Linked DNA regions of Mus musculus: regions 1, 2, 3, 4 and 5 are each linked to region 6. The links are chromatin contacts, called in public HiChIP or PLAC-seq and promoter capture Hi-C maps. All regions are on one chromosome and are shown on one strand. The core of a region is the stretch at or near the end of the contact, and the rest is flanking DNA. Distances in the headings are between cores, read along the strand shown. Region 1 holds the start of Zcchc2 (zinc finger, CCHC domain containing 2). Region 2 holds the start of Tnfrsf11a (tumor necrosis factor receptor superfamily, member 11a, NFKB activator). Region 3 has its middle 23 kb from the start of Gm20753. Region 4 has its middle 19 kb from the start of Gm7160. Region 5 has its middle 41 kb from the start of Gm20753. Region 6 holds the start of Bcl2 (B cell leukemia/lymphoma 2).

The links. Promoter capture Hi-C pulls out the DNA fragments that hold promoters and counts their contacts. HiChIP or PLAC-seq counts read pairs in DNA pulled down with a chosen protein or histone mark.
Region 1: a contact with region 6 is called in a promoter capture Hi-C map of pre-B cells. The contact joins the promoter of Zcchc2 here to the promoter of Bcl2 in region 6. A contact is called at or near these places in 16 of 39 promoter capture datasets (the 3T3-L1 cell line, the C10 cell line, the SN4741 cell line and 9 more), 12 of 484 Hi-C or Micro-C datasets (CD4 T cells, CD8 T cells, the HL-1 cell line and 5 more), 10 of 115 datasets of contacts at active chromatin or transcription factors (the 230-238 cell line, astrocytes, cardiomyocytes and 6 more) and 3 of 9 other capture datasets (adipose tissue, liver and macrophages).
Region 2: a promoter capture Hi-C map of hippocampal neurons shows a contact between it and region 6, with 2.0 times the contacts expected there. The contact joins the promoter of Tnfrsf11a here to the promoter of Bcl2 in region 6. A contact is called at or near these places in 4 of 39 promoter capture datasets (hippocampal neurons, liver and pre-B cells), 1 of 115 datasets of contacts at active chromatin or transcription factors (memory CD8 T cells) and 1 of 9 other capture datasets (liver).
Region 3: a contact with region 6 is called in an H3K4me3 HiChIP or PLAC-seq map of bone marrow-derived macrophages, with 6 times the contacts expected there. The contact joins the enhancer-like site here to the promoter of Bcl2 in region 6. A contact is called at or near these places in 6 of 39 promoter capture datasets (cranial neural crest, embryonic stem cells, frontonasal cranial neural crest and 3 more), 2 of 484 Hi-C or Micro-C datasets (LSK cells and myeloid progenitors) and 7 of 115 datasets of contacts at active chromatin or transcription factors (T-cell acute lymphoblastic leukemia, bone marrow-derived macrophages, embryonic hindbrain and 4 more).
Region 4: a contact with region 6 is called in an H3K4me3 HiChIP or PLAC-seq map of bone marrow-derived macrophages, with 5 times the contacts expected there. The contact joins the enhancer-like site here to the promoter of Bcl2 in region 6. A contact is called at or near these places in 3 of 39 promoter capture datasets (the C10 cell line, liver and pre-B cells), 2 of 484 Hi-C or Micro-C datasets (embryonic stem cells and pre-B cells), 6 of 115 datasets of contacts at active chromatin or transcription factors (the 230-238 cell line, bone marrow-derived macrophages, fibro-adipogenic progenitors and 2 more) and 3 of 9 other capture datasets (adipose tissue, liver and macrophages).
Region 5: a contact with region 6 is called in a promoter capture Hi-C map of hippocampal neurons, with 2.4 times the contacts expected there. The contact joins the enhancer-like site here to the promoter of Bcl2 in region 6. A contact is called at or near these places in 3 of 39 promoter capture datasets (cranial neural crest, hippocampal neurons and liver), 1 of 115 datasets of contacts at active chromatin or transcription factors (embryonic midbrain) and 1 of 9 other capture datasets (liver).

Annotation. Positions count from the first base shown.
Region 1 is chr1:105,989,134-105,992,260 of GRCm38.p6, forward strand. Zcchc2 (zinc finger, CCHC domain containing 2) reads left to right here and starts at 1,273. Exons shown (of 14, transcript NM_001122676.1): 1 at 1,273-2,574. The coding sequence starts at 1,657. It overlaps Gm7160 (predicted gene 7160), which reads right to left and starts at 1,149. Exons shown (of 3, transcript NR_151625.1): 1 at 1,039-1,149.
Region 2 is chr1:105,779,159-105,782,053 of GRCm38.p6, forward strand. It overlaps Tnfrsf11a (tumor necrosis factor receptor superfamily, member 11a, NFKB activator), which reads left to right and starts at 1,565. Exons shown (of 10, transcript NM_009399.3): 1 at 1,565-1,671. The coding sequence starts at 1,594.
Region 3 is chr1:106,147,349-106,150,562 of GRCm38.p6, forward strand. No RefSeq gene overlaps it. Among named protein-coding and RNA genes, the nearest start is that of Gm20753, 23 kb to the right of the region's middle. Within about 2 kb of position 1,888, at least 20 of the 459 cell types and tissues checked have an H3K27ac peak or open chromatin away from gene starts, as enhancers often do. A contact at or near this core is called in bone marrow-derived macrophages, pre-B cells and pro-B cells, where this site is marked.
Region 4 is chr1:105,970,098-105,973,301 of GRCm38.p6, forward strand. No RefSeq gene overlaps it. Among named protein-coding and RNA genes, the nearest start is that of Gm7160, 19 kb to the right of the region's middle. Within about 2 kb of position 1,739, at least 173 of the 459 cell types and tissues checked have an H3K27ac peak or open chromatin away from gene starts, as enhancers often do. A contact at or near this core is called in the 230-238 cell line, adipose tissue, bone marrow-derived macrophages and 5 more, where this site is marked.
Region 5 is chr1:106,129,115-106,132,330 of GRCm38.p6, forward strand. No RefSeq gene overlaps it. Among named protein-coding and RNA genes, the nearest start is that of Gm20753, 41 kb to the right of the region's middle. Within about 2 kb of position 1,542, at least 4 of the 459 cell types and tissues checked have an H3K27ac peak or open chromatin away from gene starts, as enhancers often do. A contact at or near this core is called in hippocampal neurons, where this site is marked.
Region 6 is chr1:106,712,646-106,715,801 of GRCm38.p6, forward strand. It overlaps Bcl2 (B cell leukemia/lymphoma 2), which reads right to left and starts at 1,645. Exons shown (of 2, transcript NM_009741.5): 1 at 1-1,645. The coding sequence starts at 235.

The DNA.
Region 1 (3,127 bases), core at 23-2,522, 720 kb before region 6:
TAAAGGCGATTCTATACACTCTGTAGATGTCCCAACACTCTCAACGAGGGTTAGTGTGGCTTTTAATTTTCTCACGCTCCTACTTTGGTTATGTGGTATAAGTTCTTTATTTAAAACTGTCGGAAATTTTAAAAAGCAAACACACAAAGAAACTACTATTATGGACCCTCAAATAATAATAATAATAATAATAATAATAATAATAATAATAATCCTGTTTCCCCCGCCCCTGGGCACAAGATTTATATTTATTTACAATCATGGACTGACAAACAGCATGCCAAGAACTCTTGACCGGCAGTCAGGCTCCAGCACAAATGAGACAGGATGGTCCTGATGGCTCTGAGAGCAATCATGGCCCCTTGGGTTGGTTTGGTTTTTAAATTGATTTTTATGGTTGGGCTATACATATCACTGAAAGAGTCATAGGGAGGGCGGTGTCTACAAAACTTAAAAATGTAATATCGCTTAAAAACTTAAAACCCTGACAAGACAGTAACTTATTAAATTGTTTAAAAGAGTTACAGGAAATTCACACCAGCTCAAGAATTCCAAATGTTCACGGATAGGAACTAAAACGTAGGCAATAAGTGATTGCGCAAACCATAGATTTGGGGCAGGAGGGCGTCCTTAAACTTAACCTTGCAAGCCAGATGCAACCATTAGGCCAAGCACCCCCAGCAACAGGGTCCCCTCAGCCGGATACCCGGCCCAAAGCAGCACCTTGCAGCCAGCCTGAGCAAGGGCGCTCGCCGCCCAAAACCACTCTACATCCCGACCTAACTCCTGGATCTTCGTCCCAGCGTTCACACCAACGGTCCAGGTGAAGTTTTAGAATATGGTAATCTCCCGTGGCTGACTTTGGCGGAGTTCACGAGGCGGCAGGGGCTGGGAACCCACTTGGCGTGATCCAGGGCGGTGGCTGACGCGAAGATGGTCTGCAGCCACGGCACGGTCAGATCTCTCAAGAAAAACTAAGTCGATGTCCCTCCTCCCACGCGAACCTCGCCCACTTCTGCCGCTCCGGGCCAAGCTCACCTCGCCGTGGTCCGAAAGTCCCAAACCCACGTCCTCAGTCTGCTGGAACCCATCAAGCATTAGGACCGCGCGGGATGTGCCAGAGCCTTGCAGCATAGCAGGAGGTGGGCGTGGCTTCTCAGAGAGGGCGGCTCCCGGCGGGGAGGGGGGGGCAAACGAGAAGCTCGCGTCACGCCAGATCTAAACGTTGATTGGCTGGAGTGCGGTGCGCGGAGCCCGCCAGCGTCTCCGCCCAGCCCCGCTGCTCCTCCTCCTCCTCGCCAAGCCGCTCTGCCAGCGCCGGCTCGAGAGGGAACGGCTCAGGCCGTCACCGCCAGCCCCGTGCGGACGCGGAAAGGCGGAAGGAGGACGCGCTCGTCGACTTGCTCCTCCCGCACCGGACTCCCCAGCGGGCACAGAGCCCAGGGGAGGAGCCGTCGCGGTCACGCCCCGCCTCCCGCCGGGACGAAGCTGCCGGCCGGCCACCGCCCCCCGTCCCCGGTCGGCGAGACCCGCCCCCGGCCCGCCCCGGCGGCATGGAGGGGCAACGTTCTTGACGGCCGTGCCGCCGCCCGGGCGCTCGGCTCCTCCCGCCGCCCCCGCTCCCTCGCTCGCATGTCCGCACCGCCTTAGCTGAGGATGCTGAGGATGAAGCTGCCACCGAAGTCGACGCACCCCAGCGAGCCGCCGCCCGACGCGGAGGAGCCCGAGGCGGACGCGCGGCCGGGCGCAAAGGCTCCGCTGCGCCGCCGCCGCGACTGCCGCCCGCCGCCGCCGCCCACGGGCCTGCCGCGGGGACCCCCGCCGCCGCCGTCGCCGCCCCGGGGGCTCGAGCCGCCTGTTGCTAGCGGGCCGACGGCGGGCGCGGGCATGCCGGGCGGCGGCGGGCACGCGGCGGCGCTGCGCGAACAGGAGCGGGTGTATGAGTGGTTCGGGCTGGTGCTGGGCTCGGCGCAGCGCCTTGAGTTCATGTGCGGGCTGCTGGACCTGTGCAACCCGCTGGAGCTGCGCTTTCTCGGCTCGTGCCTGGAGGACTTGGCGCGCAAGGACTACCACTACCTGCGCGACTCGGAGGCGAAGGCCAACGGCCTCTCGGACCCAGGGTCGCTGGCCGATTTCCGAGAGCCCGCCGTGCGCTCGCGCCTCATCGTATACCTAGCGCTGCTGGGCTCGGAGAACAGAGAGGCCGCTGGCCGCCTGCACCGCCTCCTGCCCCAGGTGGACGCGGTGCTCAGAAGCCTGCGCGCGACTCGAGCCGAGGGCTCGCGGGGCAGCGTGGAGGACGAGCCGAGTGGCGATGGCGAGCAGGACGCGGAGAAGGACGGCCCCGGCCCGGAAGGCAGTGGCTGCGCCAAGCTCGGGACTGGAGGCGGGCTCGGCTTCAGGGCCCAAGAGGAACTGCTGCTGCTGTTCACCATGGCTTCGCTGCACCCGGCTTTCTCCTTCCACCAGCGGGTCACCCTGAGGGAGCACCTGGAGAGGCTCCGCAGCGCACTCCGGGTGGAGCCGGAGGACGCGGAGGTGGAGCCCAGCAACTTTGCGGGCTCCAGGGCCCAGGTAAGGTGCGAAGAAGTGCAGTCGCAGCTCCGGCCTCCGCCTCGGCGGGCCTCAGAATCCAGCTCTGACCCCAGCCTCATGCAGGTGTCTCGGAATAACCACTCCGCGGCTCTCAGCCATGGGTAGTCATCGTCATTTTCTTGGGTGGCTCATTTCCAGTCACCCACATGCACATTGAGCCACCCGCCATAACAGAATGCTCTAGAATTCTCTTCTGATGTGCACGAGTTATCACGGAAGACTGGAGCTCCCTGACCCTAGACCTCAGAATTAGGAGGCTCGTGGGACATTTTGGGCTCGAGTATTTGGGTGCTAGGTGCAAGGGGAAAAGCCAAGCGCTTGGGGCTGTCAACCACCGTCCGTTTAGCCCTGGGTGGGCTGTTTCCTAGTCTCAGCCTGTTTAAAAACCGCCTTACCCCTTGGCACTGCCAGGTTACTGTGGCATAAGGAACTTTTTATACTTAGTGTGTGCTAATTAAGGTTTTGAATAGGTCTTTTGGCTTTTAGTCGGAGAACTTTGTATTCACTGGGAGTGTGTGTGTGTGTTCCGGTG
Region 2 (2,895 bases), core at 315-2,814, 930 kb before region 6:
ACACACACACACACACACACACACACACACACGCAAACAAGGATATGTATGAAGCAGGCTAATGATGGGTGACAAAATGGAATCTTAGAAGTAATCCAAAGGACTGTTTTCCAGGAAAGGGTTTTGTAACCTGAAAATTTTCCCACTTTACTGTTTTAAAAATAATATCATTTTAAATCAAAGAGTTCTACTGTAGTATTTTATTTAACACAAAATTGTATTGCAATGCATGAAATAAAATACTGTTTCCAAAATTGTTTTAGAGAAACACAAAGGAAGTCAATAATAAAAGTGGACTAAAGATTCAACAAACAGAAAAAATCAGAAAGGTAATAGACTTCAATTCACCGTATGTGACGATCACTAAATGTGCACGCTCCAATAGGAAGGCAGGAACAGTCTAAAATGTATGCTGCCACTTTAAACAGTCTTGCATGGGAAAGAATCAGATATACTACTTACATAGCATTCATAAGAAAGGTGACATGGCTACACATAAATGTAAAGTAGACCAGAATGTGAAATTTTATGTTGATCAAGAAGGGCATGTTGTGATGATAAAAGGTCAATGTACCGAGAAGACATAAATCGCTATGTCTCAAGGGAGTTTCAAGGATGAGAAAAACTGACAGAATTCAAAGAAATAATAGACAAATCCAGTCTTCCTTGTTAGAAAACTCCATAGTTTCTCAGAATTAGACGGAAAAACCATTAACATGGAGGTCAGAAAGCTGGCAGAGACGGTTCTGGCACTCAAGGAATTGAAAACACTGTGTTTCTGTTGACTGGGAGACAAAGCTCTTCCTCTTACTGTTACTACACAGAGGCAAGGCTGTATGTACCATTGTGTAACCAACACTGACCTGAAATTTGGAAAAAGACAAACCCAGAAGCCAGTAATGAGAATCCCTTAACTAATACGACAGGATCGCTTATTCCTGACTTTAAACTAGTTCTGTATTAGAAGAGGTAAGGTAGGTGACCTAGCGGTTCGGGTGAAGGGCTTCGTTAAGCATGGTGGCAAGTTTCTACCTACCTGGAAAGCTTGCTATGAGTGTTACAGAGGGGGTGAAGGGCAGAGACAGGTGCGGTGACTCGGAGAACAGCCAAGAGGAAGCGGTTGTTGGAGGCGGCCAGAATGAGGGGAAGTATAGGGCTGGGTAAAGGAGGTTTGGGGGAGCCGTGGACACTACATTGTGTAGATTCTTTAGTTACAGTTAAGGAAACCCCAACAGGGGTGCACCTTGTGCAGGCAGGGTCCACAGTGGCGACAAGGCAGGGTCCACTGAAGGCGAAGGACAACCTTGGCAGGGCTATCTAGCGCCTGCACGCAGGTGCTGCACCCAGAGAGCTCAGAGCCTGGGGACACTCGGACAGGACTCCGCGCGGGTCTGAAGCACTCGTGGAATGCCAAAACCATCTCTGTCCCGCGTCACGGCAGCCCACGCTCGGGCACCCCCTGGCGGAGCTGGTCGGCGGCGCGGGGGCAGGTGCCGGGCGGAGCCGGGCGCACGGGGCGGGACGAGGCGGGCGGAGGGCGGCGGCGACCGCCGGTCCACAGAGGCCGCGCGCCCAGCCCGCCCGCACCGCGCCATGGCCCCGCGCGCCCGGCGGCGCCGCCAGCTGCCCGCGCCGCTGCTGGCGCTCTGCGTGCTGCTCGTTCCACTGCAGGTAAGGATCCGCACCGCTGTCGCCTGTGGTCCCCCAGGGTCGAGGTCCTCTGGCGCGCCCCAGCCTCACGAGCACCAGGTGAAACTCGGGGTATCCGGATGGAGACCCCAGCTGGTGCGTGGATCTAAGGGACGGCGACTGGGAGGGTGCTGCGGCTTGGAAAGCTGAGGTTTGCAGAAGCCGGAACCTGGGCCACGGGATCTGTGGAGCACGGAGCTTGGGTGCTACCTTGTTTCTCCGGGTGCACCTAGTAGGCTCTTCCCATCTGTAGCTAACGCGGACCTCTGCGACCCTCAGTAAGATTGTATGTACAGACCAGGTTAGTGATTCCTTCCTAAAACCTGCTACCCTTGGGGGCGTGCTTTCAATCCGCGTGGGTCCCTGGGAGTGCAGGGTCCCTGACTTGGTCTTCACACCCTTCCCTATTTTAGTTTTCTCTCCATCTGCCCCACTGCGAAGGCGGAGAAGTGTAGGAGAGATGTCCTGGATGAGAGTTGGAAGTTTCTTTGGCCAAGCTGACAAGCTTTCCTTTTCGTATGTTCCCTTTTCTCCCTCCGCCCCACAAACAGTTCATGGATCGGCAGGAGTTGCTTGTGCTTAGAAACCTTTGACCATGTTAGGATGAAATATGTCTTTGCAATGGCAGAAACTAGGGTAGTGATGTGCCTCGAGCTATTACTGATGCCAAGAACAAGCCTTGCAATCCCTGCCTCCACCTGGGATGGGTCTGGGCCCAATGGTGATGGACAGGATGTAACTAGAATGCATAGTACTTGGGGACCAGGGCTTTTCTGGCAGCTCTTCAGGCACCATCAGCAGCCTAGAGGAGGAGGCAAAAGTCAGTGTGGAGAATCTCCTCCCTGCAGCCTAAGTCCCTGCAGGAAGAGCTCCCAGATCCCTGAATCCCGCGTTAGGGTCCCTCTGGAGTCGCTAGTGCTTGATAAAGAGCTTGGATCCCAGTTGCTGGTCTGCTGGCAACTGAGGAGTCTCACTGCGGTTCCCGGGAGTGATTTCTTTACCACCGTGTTACTCAGTGTGGCAGCCACCCCAAGCACCAAGCCAAATGTTCACTTCTGTCCGGGTAGACTGAGCTGTTCAATGAAGGGAAGCCTGCTAAACATCATGTGCGCTTGGGGGTTCCTCTGCGGGAAGGGAAAATGTCAGCGAGGTTTCTTGGCTCAGCAGTTTTAGATTCTCCTTTCTCCTGTTAAAACAGTCTTTGGC
Region 3 (3,214 bases), core at 638-3,137, 570 kb before region 6:
GTTTCAGACACATGCTATGACATGGATGAATCTCAGCACACACTAAGTGGAAGAAGCCAGTTATAGAATCCCACACATTGTTTAGTTCCGTTTCTATGAACTATCCAAGGAAAGCAAACCTAGGGAGATAGAAAGCAGACAAGCAGTTGCTAAGAGTTCAAGAAGGACTGGAAACAAACCATAAGCAGCAGGAGGGGTCCACTGGAGTGATGAAACCGTTCAAAAGCTAGGCTGTAGGATGACATAGTGCAAGCCGTGGCAGGTGGTGCCCATGTCTGTAATCTAAGCTCTTGGGAGGCTGAGGGAAGAGAATCACTACAAGTTTGAGGCCAGCTTGGGCTATGGAGTAAAACCTTAGTTGAAAATATAAAAACACCCAGGACCCGCACAGGTTCAAAGCACACAAAATCTTCACACTAAGAATGGCAAGTGAACACAAAGTCCCACTCCTAAGGGAGAAACCATTGGCAACTGGTGCCTGCTGGGAGAGGGACAATTCGTTTCTCCAATGAGTACCATTGGGTGTATCAGACACACTCCATGCCCAGGGATAAGCTGGCCAATACAAAACGGACTTGGTGGCTTTTAAAAATTTTTTTTGTCTTGTCTTGTTTTGTTTGTTTTTTTTGTCTTATTAGGTTTTGGTTTCAGTTTGTGTGTGTGTGTGTGTGTGTGTGTGTGTGTACGTGTGTGTGTGTACGTGTGTGTGTGTGTTTGTGTGTAAGAGAGAGAGAGGGGGGGGAACTTGAATGAGTAAGGAGCTAGGTGGGATCTTGTAAGACATTGGGGAGAGCAATGAATATTATCACAGTGCAAAACTCTGTTCTTCAAAGTTATTTAATTGTGCATTCGAGTTAAAAAAATCATTTTTTAGTACCTGAATGTTTTGCCTACATTATGTCAGTGCACTGTGTGTGTGTGTGTGTGTGTGTGTGTGTGTGCCTGGTGCCTGGCAGAGAGTGTCAGATCTCCTGGAACTGGGGTTACAGAGAGTTGTGAGCCGCCATGTGGATGCTGGGATTGGAATTTGGGTTAACCAATGATCTATTCCTTTAGTCCCCCAAGTGGGTACATTTTATGGATTATAAAGTATAAGGCAGTAGTTTTAGAAACAGTGTTGTTAAGGTAAAAATCAAGGCATTTTGTGTGTTGAGGAGGTTCTACCTTGATCTGTTAAATAGACCGAAGCTCATTATCTGTGTAAGTGTGGTAGCATAGCCAAGCATCGGGGAAGGATGAAAGGAAGCATAGCTTGGACGGCTGTGCGTGGAAATCTTTGTGAATAAAACAAAAGACAGCAGGCTTTCCCTGGAGAGCGAGGTCAAGACAGGCGTTCCCCTGTAAACTCTTTAGCATTTTCTTTATTATAAATTCCATGTGTATATCACCTCTTCCAAACACATGGATAATTAAACATTTTTGAGTCGCCAGTATACCACAAGCCAAAATAGACATTCAGTATTTGAGATTAGTTTTCAGAAAATGAAGAGCCATTTTCCCACCATGTGTGAGGCTGGCTAATGAAGGAGCTGCCAGATCTCATATTTGCCCTCAAGTGCTAATAATAGTCCAGTCCCCTCCAGCAATGAGTCTCATCGCACAGCCGGTACAGTTTTATTATGTGGCCATGCTTGAGATCGCAGGCTATGTGCTTTTTTGGCCTGCTTTACCTCTTTACATAGAGACCGAGGGAAAGAGTCTTCTATGTAAATTGTTCCAGGGAAAAGGGACTATGTAAACATTAAAGCAATACATGGTATTGAGAACTGGGTGCCGAGGCCCTATTTTTATATCTGTACTGATTTTGACCACTTGCTGGGCTGTGGTTAAAAAGGGAAATGTATGACGACGTTTGCTTTTCCTTTTAACAACCCTGGCCGTCACGCAGAGGAGCATATTACTGCTTCTCGGTCTCTCTGCCCTTTCACTTGCTCTAATTTCATGCAGTCTGAGGTGGAGGGGATTACTTTTTTTAACTGCAGTAAAATAGTATCATAGAAGAGAGTCCTGTGATAGAGCAGTTGACTTCTGAAGAAAACAGGGGAACCAGGCACTTGTGAGTTATGGGCCAGCCTCAGCTACATAAGATAATTCAAAGCAAGCCTCAGCTACATGACCCTCCACACACACACACACACACACACACACACACACAGAGAGAGAGAGAGAGAGAGAGAGAGAGAGATTAACACAACTAATACTTCCTTTCTTAAATTATTTCAGAGACTTAAAATATATCAGGCATCAATTCTTCCTGATGCTTCTATCGGACCATGTGATGTGTGTTCTGGTTTTTGGGACCTTTAAAGTCTTTGCAAGTGAGCTTCTCCTCAGCCATGCCGTTGCATATATGGCTGTGTGAGTTCATGCACATGAGTGTAAGAAGGACAGAATTCTACTATCTTCTTCTACCCTGTGGTTCCCCCACGAATTGAACTCAAATTATCAGACTTGACAGCAAGCACCTCTCCTGGAGGATTCATCTTGCTGTGCCATAGAACCTCTAGTCCATCATGAGGTATTCCTCTCAAGCATAAAACCCTTGAGATATGATGGATATCATACCCAGGCCCTTGCCATTTCTGGTGGGTCTGTGAGGCAGGCAGCAGAAGGCATCAGGGCATTTGATTGTAACCACTGTCTTATCAACAGAGATCAATTGATCTTCCCTCCCCCCCATCCGCTATTCCCACCACCCGGTTCCCTGAGCCAACTCTCTGGGTTGGCTTGGGAGTGATTGGAAAGCAGACTGTGATTTCCTCAAATACATATTTCTTGGAGTTGGGGAGATGGTTCAGTGGCTAGGTACTTGGCTTACAAATCTGAGGACATAAAGGTCAATTGTGTGTCAACCAGTAATCCCAGATCCAGAAGAAGGTGACAGGGGAACCCCAGAACAAGCTTGCTAGCGCAACTAGTTATTGGGGAGCTCTGGGTTTGACTGAGAGACATGCCTAATGGCTAAGAGAAAACAATATGCCCATCACCAGTCTCAGATCCCCACATGCACACACACAGATATGTGCATATTCACACACACATATGCCACATGCACACTCACACGCACTCATAGAAATACAAATAGAAAAAGTGTATTTCCTTAATTCAATAATTTCAAAATGAGGTTGTTATTCGAGTTGATTGTAGCCAAGATAAGGTAAAAGAAAAGCATCCATGCCGAGGTTTCCTGGTCTCCCAAGCAGATCTGTTTGTG
Region 4 (3,204 bases), core at 489-2,988, 740 kb before region 6:
TTCACTTGCAGTTCACAAACTTCTCACCTTATAATGGACTTATTGGGACATAGCCCAACTAAATCTGAGAAGTATACGTGTACAACATTGAAAGATAATGGAACTCCAAGGTTTCAGAGTCCCATGTAACACTTGAAACATGAGTGAACCTCAAAAACATGTTACGTGAAAGAAGCCAGGCTTAAGATGGCACCGCATGTAGGATTCTATTTATACAGTCCAACAAGGATATATGAACCCTTGAAAGCAAAAAAAGCAATTTGTGGTTGGCAGGAGCCTAGGGTGGGTGGGGTAGAGCTTGTATTGAATCTGTACATTGATTTTGGTAGATTCACCATTGTCATAATAGACTCAGACAACCCATAAGTATGAAGGAAGCTCCATTTTCTAGTGTCTTGCTCAATCTCTTTGTTTAGAGTCTTAACGTTTTCATTGCAGACATCTTTTACTTCGTTGGTTTAACTGATTCCTACTTAATTTTCTTTGGGGCTATTGTAAATGGAAATGTTTCCATGATCTCTTTCGGAGAATTTTGGTGTATATAGAAAAGCTACTGATCTTTATAAATTAGTTTAGAAGACCCAAACACGATACACATAGCTACAGCTGTATGTGTATTTGAAAGAGATGACAAAAATATGCACTGGAAAAAAGGCATGATCTTCGACAAATTGTGCTGAGAAAACTGAATGCTCATATGTAGAAAAATGAAATAATAGCCGTATCTATCACCCTGACCAAAAATTGTCTTAAAATGGGTCAAAGAACTCATGTAACACCTAAAAAACTGGAACTGCTAAAAGAAAATATAGGCATAACATAGGTGGGAAGGAGCTTCGGTCGAGGAAGCCTTTTGCCAAGGAACTAAGACCAACAATTGACAAGTGGGTCCTCATACAACTAAAGCCTTCTGTACTACCAAGGAAACCATCAGTCAAGTAAAGAGTAACCCACAGGCTGAGGGAGAATCTTTGCCAGATATATATCTATGTATGTGTGTGTATATATTTATATATCTATACATACACATATATGTATGATTAATAGTCAGAATATAAAAAGAACTCAAAAACAAATGAACAAACAAAAAACCCAAAGAACCGAGAAGACAAAGGACCCAATTTAAAACTGGGCTCTGCAAACACTGAGCAAAGATTGAAACCTTGGAACACCGAGCTCTAAATGGGAGGTCTCCTGCAAATCCCTCACCTCCAGATCTCAGTAAAGCCCACTGCAGGAGGAGGCAGAAAGAGTGTAAGAGCCAAACGGGCTGGAGGACACCAGGAAAACAAAGCTCTACAAATCAGTGGTTCTCAACCTTCCTAATGCTGCGACCCTCACATTGTGGTGACCCCCAACCATAAAATTATTTTTCACTGCCATGTCTTAACTAATTTGGCTGCTGTCATGAATCACAGTGTAAATGTCTGTGTTTCCTGGTGGTCTTAGGTGACTCCTGTGGGTCAGAACCCACAGGTTGAGAATGGCTGATCTAGAATCTTCCTTAACAGACTGATGTCTTGTGTGCCCTGCTCCCGTGCCCTGTGCAACTCATCTTGTTTCCTGATCCCCATCCCGGAATTGCTGCTTATGCTCTATTAACTTGCACTGTTCTCCTAGAGGCCCCTGCTGAGCAGGGCAGATGATTTGCCCCAACCTTCCCCTGTCATGATCCTCTCTTGCTGCCCCCACGGATTCAGTTTTCATGCCCTCCCCAACTCCAAACGCTGGTGGTTGGACAGGAACTAAAGCCTTCCCAGTGCAAGACGCCTCGGTGCCCTGTGCTTCGTCAGGCTGACACAGGATGTTATCTCTCCTTTTTCAGAAGAGTAACACGGTCAGACAGCTGGCTCATTTCCAGTACACTTTATTACTTGGGGAACTTTGCCTTTCTGATAATGCTGGTTCTTAAACTCCTACCTGGATGGGGATTTTGTTTTCATTGTGCTGTTGGCTGAGTTTCGGTTTCCTTTCCGGTCCTTATTAGTTAAGTTTCAGTTCTGTTTCTCAGTGTAGTCCCTTTCCCTTTCCTCATATGATGTTATTGTTCTTCTCTGCTTTTTAACCTGATTAAAATAAACCAGTTATTGCAAGGCAGATGTTCCCTAGCAGGAGCTTTCAAAATATTGAGAGCTCAGTACCTTGTCTATCCACTTTAGATCAAGGAAAAGCCATTTACTTTATTAGATTAGGTACCGGTTTGTGAACACACTGGCTTGCTCCTGGGAAATCCTACAGAGTGAGCGGATCACCAAGGATTCCCAACTCGCTAGTGAATTTAAGGGACCTACACAAAGTGCTGAGAACTCTCTGGGCTGAGGAACATTCTGGTCACAAGATGGAGAAGGGTCTATAATCTCATTTTTTTTTCTCTTGGCAAACAGTTACTTGATGCTCTGTAGAAATCCAAGCTCCACACGGTCCCCAATGGAGGAGTTAGAGAAAGGACTGAAGGAGCCACCAACCAATGAGTACAGATGGAGGGACCCATGGCTCCAACTGCATATGGAGGGACCCATGGCTCCAGCTGCATATGGAGGGACCCATATCCAGCAGAGCATGGCCTTGTCATGAATCAATGGGAGGAGTCCTTGGTCCTGTGAAGGCTTGATGCCCCAGTGCAGGGGAATTCGAGGGTGGGGAGGCAGGAGTGGGTGGGTGGGTGGGTGGGTGGAGGAGCACTCTCATAGAAGCAGGGGGAGGGGGATAAGAGAGGGGGTTTGGGGGGCTGGGAAGTGGGATAACATTTGAAATGTAAATAAAGAAAATAAATAAATATTTAAAACAAAACAAACCAACCAAAAAACCCAACAAATTCAGGCTCTATTTTTCAAGTTACATGCCATTCTCTTATAGTGGATGTATTTGCTCAAAGGTTATCTTGGAACATTAATTCATTTGAAGATTTTTCTTTTCCTTTTTGCTGATTTAGGATTATTTCCTCACGGTGCAATCACGGTTACAAAACTTACCAAAATCTTTTAAATGCTGGCTTTAATTTTTTTTAAGATGCTGTGTGCACCACGGTGTATATGTGGAGATCAGAGGGTAACTCGGGGGAGTTGGTTCTCTCCTCCTCCATGCTGGTCCCAGGGCTTGGACATTGGGTTTGACAGAAGCTGCCTTTAGCTCCCGAGCCACCTTCCCATCGTCCTGAGGACACTTTCATATACAATGACATTATATTCTGCCTCGCCCTTCCCT
Region 5 (3,216 bases), core at 292-2,791, 580 kb before region 6:
TTTCTGCAGTTTGTTTTGTCTATACATATATTTACACATTATGTCAACGAACATTTCTATTTAAGGACGATTGTAGCTTGATTGGGTATAGATTATATGCATGCCACAAACAACTCTAAAGATATCTCTGCCCCATGTGACTTTTTTAAAAAAATCTGGTTAAAAAATAAACCTAACAAAGCAGAGGCATGATTGAGCTAAACACTAGCATTAGCTATGTATGAGCCAGTCTGAGCTAAACACTAGCATTAGCTATGTATGAGCCAGCCTGAGCTAAACACTAGCATTAGCTATGTATGAGCCAGCCTGAGCTAAACACTAGCATTAGCTATGTATGAGCCAGCCTGAGCTAAACACTAGCATTAGCTATGTATGAGCCAGCCTGAGCTAAACATTAGCATTAGCTATGTATGAGCCAGCCTGAGTTAAACACTAGCATTAGCTATGTATGAGCCAGCCTGAGCTAAACACTAGCATTAGCTATGTATGAGCCAGCCTGAGCTAGATGACACCCTTTCTCAACCCTCACCCCCACTCTATTAACCACATGGCACAAACTGAAACTCATAACCAGTTGTAAGCATTTGGTTCAGTATTGCTAAATATATACACACTGTTGGTGAATATATGGAAGTCATTTTTATCTTCTGTGACTGTCAACTTCTTTGACTATCAATCAGTACCTCATTTTTTAGTCCTCTCTCAGCCTGAAGTAGACATCATTTTATTTTCTACTTCTGTGCGTGTGACTGACTTAGATGTCCCACTTTGTTAAGTCATGCCCTCCTCTGAGTCAGCTTAGCTCACTCAGCACAATGTCCTCAGGAATCATCCATGTACTAGTATACTGCATAGGCCTGATGTCCATTGATATGCCTCCTGTCCTGTGAGAACTGTGTATTTGATTGCTTTGTCACATTTTTACTTGTTGACTTATTTTCTGGGCTGGGGTGCACACGAGTGCCATGGCACATATGGTGGCAGGACGACAACTTTTAGAACTTCTCTCCTTTAAACTGAAATTTATATTTTTTAAAAGTGTGTGTGTGTGTGCGCGCGCGCATGCGCGCGTTGTGTGTGTGTGTGGTGTACTCTGATCAATTTATAATTGTGCTACTTATTTGGTTATTTATGGTATTGAATCATAGGAGTTCTTTTATTGTATGTGTATGTGCACGCGTGTGTACACATCACATACGGGAGCACATATGTCATGGCATGCATGTGGAAGGTCAGAGATCAACTCTATCGAGGCAGTTCTTTCCTTTCCACATCTGCATAATGTCCTGGAATCCAGGTCAGGCCATCAGGCTGGGAATGACAAGCATCCAGTGCTTTTACCCACTGAACCCTCTCACCTGCCCCAAAGACCTCTGTACACACTTGGACATCTCTGATACTTCGGGCATACACCTTGCGAATATTGCCTCCCACTCTATGCCATCTTTTCCCTCTCGCTTCTCTTATACTTCAGCAGCTCCTGTGTTTGACATCACCCCACTTGTCTATTTTTACTTTCATTAGCCATGTGGAATGTATCATCAAGACATCCCTGCCAAGACCATTTGGGTTTCTAACAGTATTAAGAGTATGCGATTTCTCCCACAGTTCAGTGCTCCTCCAAAAATCATATTTAAATTACTTCTGTGAAATATTTTATTTTTAACAGTGTGTGGAAACTGAATCAAAAATAGAACCAGCAATAATGTCAGATATTTCATCTTTGACCAAATGTACTTGTTTATATTGATTTCACAGATTCTATGAAGACAAAGAGTCATTATTGGGCAGAGTTGGTTTTCTTTTTGAAACATCTGATGGCATTATTAAACCACCATTACTAGCCATTCAAAATCTTCTGCTGCACATAGCAGAGCAAGCATAGGTACTGTATACTTTTTAATCTATACAATAAGTATCGTATATTTATTTAATCTTAGAAATAAAAAGGCAAAATTAATTTAGAAGTGTTTTATGGGCTTTATTTTCACAATAGGGTTTATTATACAACCCACAAATGTTGGGGGATGGGTTTATGCACTGTGTATTCAGATGCTGATTACTGTGCCCAGAGATCTGGCTGCAGTCTGGACCGTGTGTGGCATTTGTCAAGCATCCCCTGTCTCAATGTTGTGTAAAAGTTGTTTTCCATCATCTCTGATCAGTTAGTAAAATCTGATGGCTGATAGCAAATGCAGGAAGTAGAAGGTAGAAAGGAAAGGAAAGGAGAGGAGAGGAGAGGAGAGGGGAGGAGAGGGGAGGGGAGGAGAGGAGAGGAGAGGAGAGGAGGGGAGGGGAGGGGAGGGGAGAGGAGAGGAAAGTTGATTATTGGTTCAAAGTGGGAATTTGAACTGAGGAAACTTTCTCTAGAGCTTCTGTTCATATACGTGCACCATACACAATAACACTTGAATTTATATACTACTCTGTAATTTATTTTAGTCATCATATGGAGTTATGTGAGGCCATCTTCTACATATTTAGGATGGACACCTAGCTACCTGCCCCTCTTCTCCCTTCCTGTTGGTCTCCTCCGTTTCTTATATAGTTTTGCTTCTAGTTTCATCTTATTTCTACATGCTCTAGGATGCTTCTCTGTTGCTGTGATAAAATACTTTCTCCAGAAACAACTTTGGGCAGGAAAGGACTTATTTAGTTTAGTCCTTCCCTGAGGGAAGTCGGGACAGAAGCTCAAGTAGGAGAGGAAGCTGAAACCATGGAGGATGCTGCTTACTGGCAGTTTCTTACAGAGCCCAGGACCACCAGCAACGGGCTGTTCCTCCACGCCAATCAACAACCAAGCCAGTTCCCCACAGATATGGCCACAAGTGGATCTGATCTGGGCAATTCCTCAACTGAGGCTTCCTCTTCAACTACTTACTGGCAAGTTGTAAATTGTTAATGAAAATTAGAAAGTATTTTCCTGTAGAAATGAATCACAGTGAGTAGCTGCATGGATGAGCCCATAAGTGCCAGGGCACCACTCACTGTTAACCTCAGCTCTCCAGGGCTTGCTGTGGATAGGAGCCAGGCAAGGAGCAGAGGGTTGGTGGCTGTAGTAGCACCTCCTACCACCCACCCCGCCCCCACCCCCTGGAGGAACAAGTCATAGGGACAAAGGGTCTGAGGGCTGAAAACATGGGAGCATGCTGGCCATCCTTCTTGCTCACATGGCTCTGCACTGTCCATGTCACTTACACACAAGGGAATCAAATT
Region 6 (3,156 bases), core at 395-2,894:
CGGTGGCAACGAGGGGCCTGAGAGGAGACGTCCTGGCAGCCATGTCCCGGTGCACAGCGGGCATTGGGTTGCTCTCAGGCTGGAAGGAGAAGATGCCAGGGGTGGGGGCAGCCCCCAGGGGCGCCGCGTCCGCATCTCCAGCATCCCACTCGTAGCCCCTCTGTGACAGCTTATAATGTATGTACTTCATCACGATCTCCCGGTTATCATACCCTGTTCTCCCGGCTTGCGCCATCCTTCCCCGAAAAGAAGCTGCAGGTACCAATGGCACTTCAAGTCCCGACTCCCGCCCCACGGCCCCGAAAGAAAAAAAAAAAAAAAAGAATAGTTATAATCCAGCTCTTTTATTGGATGTGCTTTGCATTCTTGGATGAAGGGGTGTCTTTAGTTACACCGAACACTTGATTCTGGTGTTTCCCCGTTGGCATGAGATGCAGGAAATTTTTATTCAAATTCCTTTCTGCTTTTTATTTCATGAGGTACATTATTTATTAAGCTTTGTTAATATCAGTCTACTTCCTCCGCAATGCTGAAAGGTGAAGAGGCGGGACGACCTAGGAAGTTAAAATCAGGTGTGTTTTCCTTTATATATTTAGGGTAAGAAAGGTATATCCGCTACAAGTTACACGTTTAAAAATGCATTAAACTGTCTGGAAATGAAATTTGCTTGAATGCACTTGAAGTAAAAAAATATTTCAAACGCGTCCATGGAAAGTTATATTAAACAAAATTCCTGTGCAAAGAACTTACTGTATTTTCTAAGGACGGCATGATCTTCTGTCAAGTTTACCCTTTTTTGGTAAAACCCAAACAAATACATAAGGCAACCACACCATCGATCTTCAGAAGTCTCCTTGTATAAGCTTCTTTACAACTTGCAATGAATCGGGAGTTGGGGTCTGGGGGCTAGGTGGAGGAAAAATCAGGAGGGTTTCCAGATTGGGTCCTCACACTCCGGCTTCACTGAGAATGTCAATCCGTAGGAATCCCAACCAGAGATCTCAAGAGCACCGCAGCGGGGCAAAAAGGCAGCGGCGGCGGCGGCAGATGAATTACAATTTTTCAGTCCAGCATTTGCAGAAGTCCTGTGATTCTCCCTTCTTCTCGGCAATTTACACTTGCACACACACGCTGGAGCGCAGGCATGGATCCGTATCCACCGGACCGCTTCAGACCTCCAGGGCAGAGAGACACGCCAAGGGGACGATGGAGGAGCTGGGGGACCGGGACCGGAATCCTCTTCTGATTAAACTCCGAAGGGCCAACGCGCTTTCCGAAACGGGAAAAAAAGCAGCTTGCTAAATGCAGGCACGGACGCGCTGGGGCCGCGGGTGCCCAAGGAGCAGCCCGCGCACTGTGTGTGGTGCGCTGCGGGAGAAGGAGGTGGTGGGGGAGGGTTTGCCCCCCCTCTTTTTCCTAAAAAGGATGACTGCTACGAAGTCCCCCCCTGGTCCCCTCTTCCGCTGCACCCCACCGGCGCACCCCGCCTCCGGGCTGCGCACCCTTTCTCCTCCTCCGCTGCGGGCGGCGCTGGCGGCCGCCTCCTCGTGCTTGCGCCGCGCAGCCCGTTCCACGGTGACGGCTGCGGCTGGGGAGGGCCTGGGCACCTCGGTGTTGGCGGCGGCGGCTCGGCGGGGACCCGGACGCGGGGCGGGAGGACGGGCCGGGGAGGAAGGGGGCGGGCGCGGGGCGGGGGGCCCGGCCTCTTACTTCATTCTCCGCCGGAGCGCCTGGTTTCCTGTACGTACGTCACCGTTCATTCAAAAAAAAGAAGAAAGAAAGCCCTCCTCTGAGCGCCCGCCCGCCGCCTCCTCCCGCCGCCCGCCAGCCGCCCGGGTTAAAGGCGCCGCGGCCGCCCCGGGGAGCGCGCGCCCGGCCGCGGCCGCTGGCCTGGGTGGCGGCCACCCGCGGGCTACGCTGGGCCCCGGACCGTGGGTGGCGCGGGCCTCCCGGGCGGCAGTGGCTCAGTGGGCGTGTGAGGGGCCTCCTCGGGCCTGCGGGGCTGGCTGCTGGCTGGACGTGCCTATAGCCAGGGCCAGGCTGTGGCGAGGCACCTGGATCTTTTCTAACAGGATGGGCACAATTGCATGGATCTTTTTCAACGTGTACAGTGTGCACGACCGCATGGACTTTTTCTATGTAGCATGTGCAGGTCACATGGACCCTTTCTAACCGCGTGCATGGAATGTGCACAATCCAATGGACCCTTTCTAACCACACATAAAGTGTGTACACAGTCGCTCTGTGTGTGTGTGTGTGTGTAGTGCAGTGTATCTACAATCATGTGGACCCTTTAAACAGTGTAGTGTATACAACCACATATAGTGTATAAAATCAAACAGACCCTCAGCTAACCATGTGAACCCCCAAACACTATGTTATCAGCTCTCAGCAGCCAGAGAGATTACCGAGACATATATTGACTCCTAAGTAGTGAGTAGTACCAATATGCTACCCTTGGGTGAAGAGAGGCAACTCCCAACACAGTCTCCAGGATATTAATTACAAATGAAAATACTTAGAATAACAACGTTAGCATGCTTGTTTCTAGGCCCTTTTGTCCAGACACCACAAGCTGTGTAACTTAGAACAGGTCTGAGTACTCCTCTGCTCTGAAGAGCATGATGTGATGTCCACAACCAGCAAGGGATGTGCCTCAGAGGCTGGTCTTTCCTCATCTCTTCTTAGTCAGACAGTGGCAGACTGATGGCAGTCGCTGATGCTCTTGGCTTGTTAAAGAATAGTCAAAGTGGTATGCGGAGTTACTTTGGAGGTGTCCAAGCAGATACCACATGAGCACCCAGGCGCTTTTAGCCTCTATCCAGGCATACCCAACTTGGTGACCAAGGCCAGACCTAACTCGCAGTGGGCCAGTGAAGAGAGGAGAAGAGAACAGCAGAAGTTTGAGTTTCAGGGACAGTTTTTCCTCTGCTCCTAACGCTCCCAGCACTGGGCTGGGGCTGGACCTCAGGGAGTGATACCTGCCACCTTTCAAGGCCATGACCCTAACACGGCATAGGTACGGTTTTGGATATCCTCAGCTCTGACCAGCATGCAACCTGAGACGGCTTCAGAAGATGCAGCCATACAGATAATGTGTCTATGTACCCACAGACACACAGTGCCACTGTCACTTGTATGAACCCAGACAGAAAC